2 separate regions of the Zea mays genome follow, and region 1 is linked to region 2. Evidence: chromatin contacts called from public Hi-C data. All regions are on one chromosome and are shown on one strand. The core of a region is the stretch at or near the end of the contact, and the rest is flanking DNA. Distances in the headings are between cores, read along the strand shown. Region 1 holds the start of LOC100192706. Region 2 holds the start of LOC100857076.

The links. A called contact is a pair of places that touch in the nucleus more often than the background predicts.
Region 1: a contact with region 2 is called in a Hi-C map of tassel, with 4 times the contacts expected there. The contact joins the promoter of LOC100192706 here to the promoter of LOC100857076 in region 2. A contact is called at or near these places in 2 of 25 Hi-C or Micro-C datasets (ear and tassel).

The regions. Positions count from the first base shown.
Region 1 is chr10:29,668,553-29,672,681 of Zm-B73-REFERENCE-NAM-5.0, forward strand. It overlaps LOC100192706, which reads left to right and starts at 1,588. Exons shown (of 1, transcript NM_001348751.1): 1 at 1,588-2,932. The coding sequence starts at 1,655. The coding sequence ends at 2,806. It overlaps LOC100273617 (Mitochondrial import inner membrane translocase subunit TIM22-2), which reads right to left. Exons shown (of 5, transcript NM_001148033.1): 5 at 3,477-3,988. The coding sequence ends at 3,759.
Region 2 is chr10:29,057,942-29,062,070 of Zm-B73-REFERENCE-NAM-5.0, forward strand. It overlaps LOC100857076, which reads left to right and starts at 1,479. Exons shown (of 2, transcript NM_001254930.1): 1 at 1,479-1,789; 2 at 2,970-3,924. The coding sequence starts at 1,500. The coding sequence ends at 3,897.

The sequences.
Region 1 (4,129 bases), core at 338-2,837, 610 kb after region 2:
TTTGTTATGATATATTCGGAAAAAAGTTGTACAACAAAGAATTTAAAACAATAGATCACTTTAAAACTAAAAATAGTGTTTTTATGATATTGAGGGCATTGTATTGGCACAAGAGGATATTAGAGTACAACTAGTGGATGGAAACATTATTGGACAAGCAAATGACCTTTTGTGGTACCAAATTTCCAATAATTCTCACTATTCAAGGCATACCTAGACGATGTTTATGTCCTCTAAAGTAAAATGCCACACATCATTATGTCACATCGTTTCTTAAAAATAAAGACCATGGAAAATTTAACCAAATTATGTGAGAGAACTATCAAAGCATAAGGTAAGGTTGTAATTTATCTTTTTGCCACCATACGATTGCAAAACAAAGTTCGAATATACAGAATTCCAAACAATATATCACCTTTTAAACCACAAATGACGTTTCTCCGATGTCGAGTGCATGTTATTCGTACGAGAGGGTGTTATTACTGGTGGAGGATGAAAAAGTTACAGGGTATGCTAAAGATTTTTTGTGATATCAAGTCACAAATAATCCTATGCTGAAGGTATACATATACAATGTTTATGTCAAGTCGGGTAGAACAGTGCACAATGTTTTGTCATCCCTTGCAAAAAAAATGAATCCCTTGCAAAATTTATCATAAATGTATGGATGAACTCTGCAATGTTTGTTAAAGATCGTAAGGCAAATGTTTATCATGATATATTTGGAAAAAAAAATTGTACAACAAAGAATCTAAAACTAAAAATAGTATTTCTTTGACATTGAGGGCATTGTATTCGCACGAGAGAAATTATAGTATAACTATTTGATGGATACATTATTGGGCGAGCTAATGACCTTTTGTGATAAGTTTTTAATAATTCTCTCAATTCAAGACGTATCTAGACTATGTTTGTATCTATTCAAGTAAAACAACAAAAATCATTATGCCACATTGTTTAAAAAAATAAAGACAATAAAAATTTTAGTCAAATTGCATGAGAGAACTATCCAAAGATATATTAAATTTGTAAGATACCTTTTTGCAACCGTACAGTTAAAAAGTTAAAATGTAAAATAATAATAATAATAAATTATTTAAATGATAAATGATGCTTATCTAATGTTAAGAGTATTTTATTCGTATGAGAGAGTAATGCACGTCACCTGTTATGCCTCCTACGCTGGACCCGGCTTAGGCCCTGTTTGGTTTGGTATGACTAAAGTTTAGTGACTAAAGTTTGGTTATTTTTAGTCCATAAAGAATCAAACATGATGACTAAAATTAATGACTAAACTTTAGTTCTTTAGTCACCAAGGGATAACTAAAAGGGACTAAAGTAGTATTTTTACCTTATTTGCCCTCTTTACTTTCTTCTTATAGCAAACATTCATTAATTAATAATGGTAAAACAGTCATTATTCACAGCAATTAATGCTCTTTAGTCCGGTTTAGTCATTGAAAACAAACGGAACACTTTAGCGACTAAACTTTAGTCACTAAAATTTATAGTCTAATGACTAAAGGAACCAAACAGAACAGGTCATTAGTCCGAGGCTCCAAGCTGTGCCGACAAAGTGATGAATCACCCAAACAACCACACTGACATCTCATCTTGATCCATCCAGCTTTGCCTCGATCGCCGGCCGGTAGCCATGTCCCCCACGGAAGAAGCCGCTGGTGGTGGTGGCGACGACTATGACCGCTTGAGCGAGCTGAAGGCGTTCGACGACAGCAAGGCCGGCGTCAAGGGCCTCGTGGACGCTGGCGTCACGACCATCCCTGCCATCTTCCGCGGCCATCTCCTTCAGGAAGGGCCGAAGGTATCGTCCTCTAGCAGTAGCAGCAGTACTAGTCTTAGCATTATCCCGGTCATCGACCTCTCGGCGGCGGACGCAGTCGCACGGGAGGAGGTGGTCGCCCAGTTGAAGGCTGCAGCCGAGACGGTGGGGTTCTTCCAGCTGGTGAACCACGGCGTTCCCAGCGAGCTCCTGTGCGAGATGCTGCCGTCGGTGAGGCGGTTCAACGAGGAGCCCCACGAGGTGAAGCGGCCCTACTACACGCGGGACGCACGTCGCAAGGTGCGGTTCAACTCCAACTTCGATCTGTTCCAGTCGCCGGCGGCCAACTGGCGCGACACGCTCTTCTGCGAGGCAGCGCCGGAGCCGCCGCGGGCGGAGGAGCTGCCGGTCGCCGTCAGGCACGTGATGCTGGAGTACGGCGGCGCGGTGCGGGAGGTGGCGGCGCGCGTGCTGGGGCTGCTCTCGGAGGCCCTGGGGCTGAGCCCCGGGCACCTCGCAGGGATGGGGTGCGCGGAGGGCCTCAGCCTGGTGTGCAACTACTACCCGCCGTGCCCGGAACCGGACCTCACCCTGGGCTGCAGCAGGCACTCGGACCCCAGCTTCCTGACCGTGCTGCTGCAGGACTCGCATGCGCAGGGCGGCCTGCAGGCGCTCCTCGCATCCAGGTGGCTGGACGTGCCTCCGGTGGCCGGCGCGCTCCTGGTGAACGTCGGAGACCTTCTCCAGCTGGTCAGCAACGGGCGGTTCAAGAGCGTGGAGCACCGGGTGGTGGCTAACCGGAGCAGGGACACGGCGAGAGTGTCAGTGGCGTGCTTCTGCAACGCGGACATCGCGAGATCCACGAGGCTGTATGGACCCATCGCGGAGCTCATCGCCGCGGACGACAGCGACGGCGCGGGAAGGGCGCTGTACAGGAACGTGACGGTCCCGGAGTTCCTAGCGCACTACGACAAGAAAGGCCTCGACGGTCGCCCGGCGCTCCACCGCTTCCAGCTGCTTCAATAATTTTACATCACATCAGTCCTGACTCTGGTGATATCATGTCAGTATGTCACTGTGGGCTACTCCGGTACTCTAATACAGTTATGGATGGATCAGATCAATACTAATCTCTGGTAATTTTTTTTAAGGATCTAGAGGAGTCGAAGCCCCTATAGCTTAAATTAAGAACTTAAAGAAAGAGTTAAGGTCTTAAGGATATACAGATTCAAGAAACAAAAAAAAAAGCTCCAGGCAGTAAACTAGAACAGATTGTTTTTAGTCATAAATCAAAAGAGGTTGAAAGCCTTGGCTTCATAGTCCACCCGGTGGATTGAGAGAGATTAAATCTCTTTCTATTTAATTTTAAATAGAAAGGGATTTAATCCTCTTAATCCCCTCTAACCAAACAAACAAGCACGGAGCAGCAGTATCTCTTTGAAGAGCGATTTACAGTCCCAGTTCAGCTGCCTCCTTTGAAGATTGAATCATTTCTTGTTGTCTAGATCGCTCAACACATAAGAACTAGTGTATTCAGACTGAAACTGGTCCCTCAGAGCTGCAGTGACCAATGCGAAAGTAACTTGCACTGAGGCGTCTAAGTTCAACAAACTCCAGCAAGATCTTGCAAAAGAGCAGTTAAGAAACAGATGTTCTGAAGATTCCCCTATGGCAAGATGACAAAGGACACACTCGTAAGAATCAAGGTGCATGTTCTTCCTTCTTACGGGGCACGGTCTGTGGGTAAAACTCCGAAGATCCAATCAGTTGAACAAAGGACAAGCTGCTCGCCTTATTTACAAATTGTGTTCGATATGTCAAGGTAGAATCATCAACACTACCAAAACACTACCTTGGAATTTGGAAACATACATTGGCGAAGAATAAACAAGGGGAAAAAAAACTCAGATTGACCATTGACGCATTTACAAGGACACGTTCCAGAGTAGATAACTAGGCGTCACTCCACCAGGATAACTCAGTTTCCCCGAAATTTGGATGACAAAAAGTTTTGGAACTTAGAAAATTCGTCCATGGTATCCAGAGGAGGAAGTGTGAAGGAAGGAAGAACGCTTTGTCCAGCCTTCGGATCCATCACACCTGTCGCAGGCAGGAGCGCCAGCGCAGGTTGCTGCTTGTTTAGCTTCTCAATGATGTAAGAGAAAGTCCCAAAGGTCAAGCAGCTCTGAATCAGAGTTTGTGGTGCACCTGAAACCCAGTACAAAAATGTGATATTGATTTCAACAATTACTGCACCAGGGCATCATTCTAATAAATAAAAACAAGTCAGCATAACAAATTAACTTGAACAGAATGCAAACAGTCAACGTATGACATGGACATCAACAG
Region 2 (4,129 bases), core at 229-2,728:
TGCCGAGTGTTCAGCACTCGGTAAAGGGGCTCTGTGCCGAGAGCCTAACTTTACCGAGTGCGGCACTCGGCAAAGCCGTCTTTGCCGAGTGCCCGACAAAATGCACTCGGCAAAGAATGCAACACTCGGCAAAGCCTCGGATTCCGGTAGTGTATGCTTTTATCTTTATGAACTTGTGAATATTTAAATATTATTACAAACTTTATGACTTGTGTGAATTTTTAAGTCAACTGAGGTTACATGTTACGATTTTTACCGGTGTATTTTATATCCCGACCGTAACCGATGTGTTTTTTGTATCGAACTTTCGTTTTCGATGTTTCTGAATTACCGCTGTCGTTTCCGTTTCCTGAGTTATCGTTTTCGATTTTATTTCCGAAAGAAAAATATGAAAATGGAAATGATTTTAGTGTTTACCGACCGTTTTCACCCCTTAGTAATGTCATCAATCCTACAAAAGAAATGTTATGGAAAATATGTGGACTGAATGCTTAGATAGAGATTCATATTGGAATTGTCTACAAGAAAGAAGACATAACAAGGAATTGACAAAGACGATGTCATTCATTAGCGTATATGGCATAATTTATTTAATCTAAACTCTAACTACTACGACTAGACTAGATGAAGAAGAGTCTCACTCCTCAACATCGGCGAGGCAGCCACAGAAAAGAGGAGATGGGCATACCGAATACGCCATACCATGCATATATGTTGGTGTGCTAGAGAGGGCTGATATCAAATTGTGAGTTATGATCCTCTAATGAGTTTATTGCGGCACATTAAAAGTGAGTTTTATTTATTTATTAGGAATTTAAATTGGTGCTGAAACCTGAATTGGAACCAGCGTTTAATTTCTCGCTCCGAAATCACCGAAACTAGGTCATTTTTTTTGTTTTCGCTACTAAGCGAAAAAGGAATTTTGGACCGGTTTAAACTAGATTCCGATTCAAAGTATAAAATTACAAGAGTCAAATTTTGGTTAACAAAACGAAATTCGGTTTACCCTAAACGAAATTGTGAACACTGATTGGAACAGATGAAAGTTGAGCAATAATACTAGCACCCAAGCCAAAGCGAAACTCCAAAACTGCGGAGGGCGTGTGAGCCTAGCAATTTCGCTGTTTGTCGATCTTCCTGCAGCTCTCCTCATTGTCCAAATTTTAAGCAAAGCACACACACACCCACATCACCATCACCATCATGTCCTCTCTCTCCTGCACCCTCCTCCCGCCTCGCTGCTCTCTCTCTCGTCTTCCTTCATCGTTCCTCACCTCACTCCATACAACGCTCGAACACATCATCATCATCAAATATATATACACACACTCAGGTCCATTTCCTCGTTATCTTCTCGACACCTACACACCGCTCTGCTTTCAGCCAGATCGATCGCCACATGCACATTCCCTAGCGGCACTAGCTATATCTCTGCAGCTAGCTAGCTATCTAGCTGGGTAATAACTAACGTGTACGTCGTACCCAGCTATAGGACGGCAATGAGGAAACCGGAGTGCCCAGCGGCGAACAGCAGCAATGCGGGGGCGGCGGCCGCGAAGCTGCGGAAGGGGCTGTGGTCGCCGGAGGAGGACGAGAGGCTGGTGGCGTACATGCTGCGGAGTGGACAGGGTTCTTGGAGCGATGTGGCCCGGAACGCCGGGTTGCAGCGGTGCGGCAAGAGCTGCCGCCTCCGGTGGATCAACTACCTCCGGCCGGACCTCAAGCGCGGCGCCTTCTCGCCGCAGGAGGAGGAGCTCATCGTCAGCCTCCACGCCATCCTGGGAAACAGGTAGCTATACGCGAGCATACACGTACCTGCAGTATATATATGGAGAGTTTTAATTTATGGGTGTTGATGATTATCTCGCTTCGCAAGCACACTTTTATTATTTCGCAGTCAATTTTTAAAACTTATTTTGTTCTTTGTTGATCAAAAAACTTATTTGCTATTTTGAATTGGCTAGCCTAGAGATCTCCTACATATGTAGTTGCATTGTTCACATTCAGATTTCCTACATAGATGAAGTTTTCACTCGCCCTCAGAAAATTGGCACGCGCCTGTGAAGTAGAAAATTTTCAACGAGTGACGAGATAGCTTTATAAGTATAATTATTGCATGTCACTATAATGTGTCTGGCCAAAATACGGGCCTCTATCATCCTTACAATGAGTGACACATACGTTAACGTTGTGACTCACGTAGGAAGATCAATTAGTTGCAATTCACTGTGATCGCTAGGTTTTATGTTTTTCTTAATGTCAAAGATTTTTTTTAAAGACAAAAATCCAGGGAAATTCCCCCAAGCAGAGGTAAAAGGGATAAAAGAATATAATATAATATACCGAAACAAAAATTACTAACGACTATAAGGTGCAATGTTTAGCTAGGTTATAGGAGCGAGGAACTATTTATTTGGTTTCTGTTCTAGGTGTTGATAAATGCATGTTTTTACGTAGGTAGATCCCATACTTAACATCATTATATTAGCATGAATATTTACCTAAAAGCTAGCTAGTAATTAATATATCGGTGACCTAACTAATATATGTCAATAGTGCATATATGTGTACATGTACGTAGTACATCATTTTTCAATAATAATATTCCATATATATGTGCATGATTTATTTTTTGGGTGGTGTTTGATGTTATTTCCCATGAAATGAATAAATTTCGTCCATGAGGCTGATAAAACCTAGATAGAGGCTAAAAGTCGCTCAAAAGGACACCGATCGAGCTCGAGCGATACTGCCCGTTAATTCCTTTACTGAGCATCATGCATGCATTTTTCGGTTATATGCATATCAAAACATATAGCTAGCTGCGTGATGTTGACGCGCAATTTATGTATGTATGTAAAAAATGGACGTACGTACGTACGCATGACACTTTCTCTCTGACAGAAAGATCCTGGATCGATCGTTTGCTTACTGTGAAATCAACCCTCACTTGCGACATTATATTCCAGGTGGTCTCAGATTGCTGCCCGGTTGCCGGGGCGCACCGACAACGAGATCAAGAACTTCTGGAACTCCACCATCAAGAAGCGGCTCAAGAACAGCTCGGCAGCTTCGTCACCAGCAGCTACGGACTGCGCGTCGCCGGAGCCTAATAACAAGGTCGCCGCCGCCGGTAGCTGCCCGGATCTTTCCGTCCTAGATCATCAGGACGGTGGCCACCACCACGCAATGACGACGACGACTGCAGGTTTGTGGATGGTGGACTCATCCTCCTCTTGTACCTCGTCGACCTCGCCAATGCATCAGTTTCAGAGGCCGACGACGACGATGGCAGCGGCCGTGGCCAGCGGGAGCTATGGAGGTCTCGTCCCCTTCCCTGACCAGGTCCGTGGTGTTGTGGCCGACACGGGAGGGTTCTTTCATGGCCACGCGGCGCCAGCGTTCAAGCACCAAGTTGCCGCATTGCACGGTGGTGGTTATTACTACGGCAGCGCTCCTCGTCACCATGGAATGACGACGACGACGACGACGGTGGCATTGGAAGGAAGCGGTGGATGCTTCATATCTGGCGAAGGCATGCTTGGTGTGCCCCCTCTGCTGTTAGAGCCCATGTCAGCAGCGCTAGAGCAAGACCAAGGCCAGACCTTGATGGCATCAAGTGGTAACAACAACCCTAAAAACAACAGCAGCAGCAACACTACTGATACTACGACTACCACGACACTGAGCAACAATGAGAGCAACGTCACAGACACCACCACCAAGGACAACACCACCAACACCATCAGCCAAGTGAACAGTGGCAGCAATAATGTCTACTGGGAGGGGGCCCGCCAGCAGTACATGAGCAGGAATGTCATGCATGGGGAGTGGGACCTGGAGGAGCTGATGAAAGATGTGTCATCCTTGCCTTTTCTTGATTTCCAAGTTGAATGATTGGGAGGGCCGTGTTGCATCTCCAGCTGGCGATCAATGGAAGGAGTAGTACATATATACATGCATATATATACAACTATACATATATACTTATACGTCAAGATTAGTATTTTTGCATCCTTGACATTGCTATTGGATCCAATGTAAAAGATTTTTCTCTTCCCACAGCTACTTCACCTCACTTTTTGGTCCGATCCCACACATGTTTTGGGTTATTCATCCTCTTGTATAC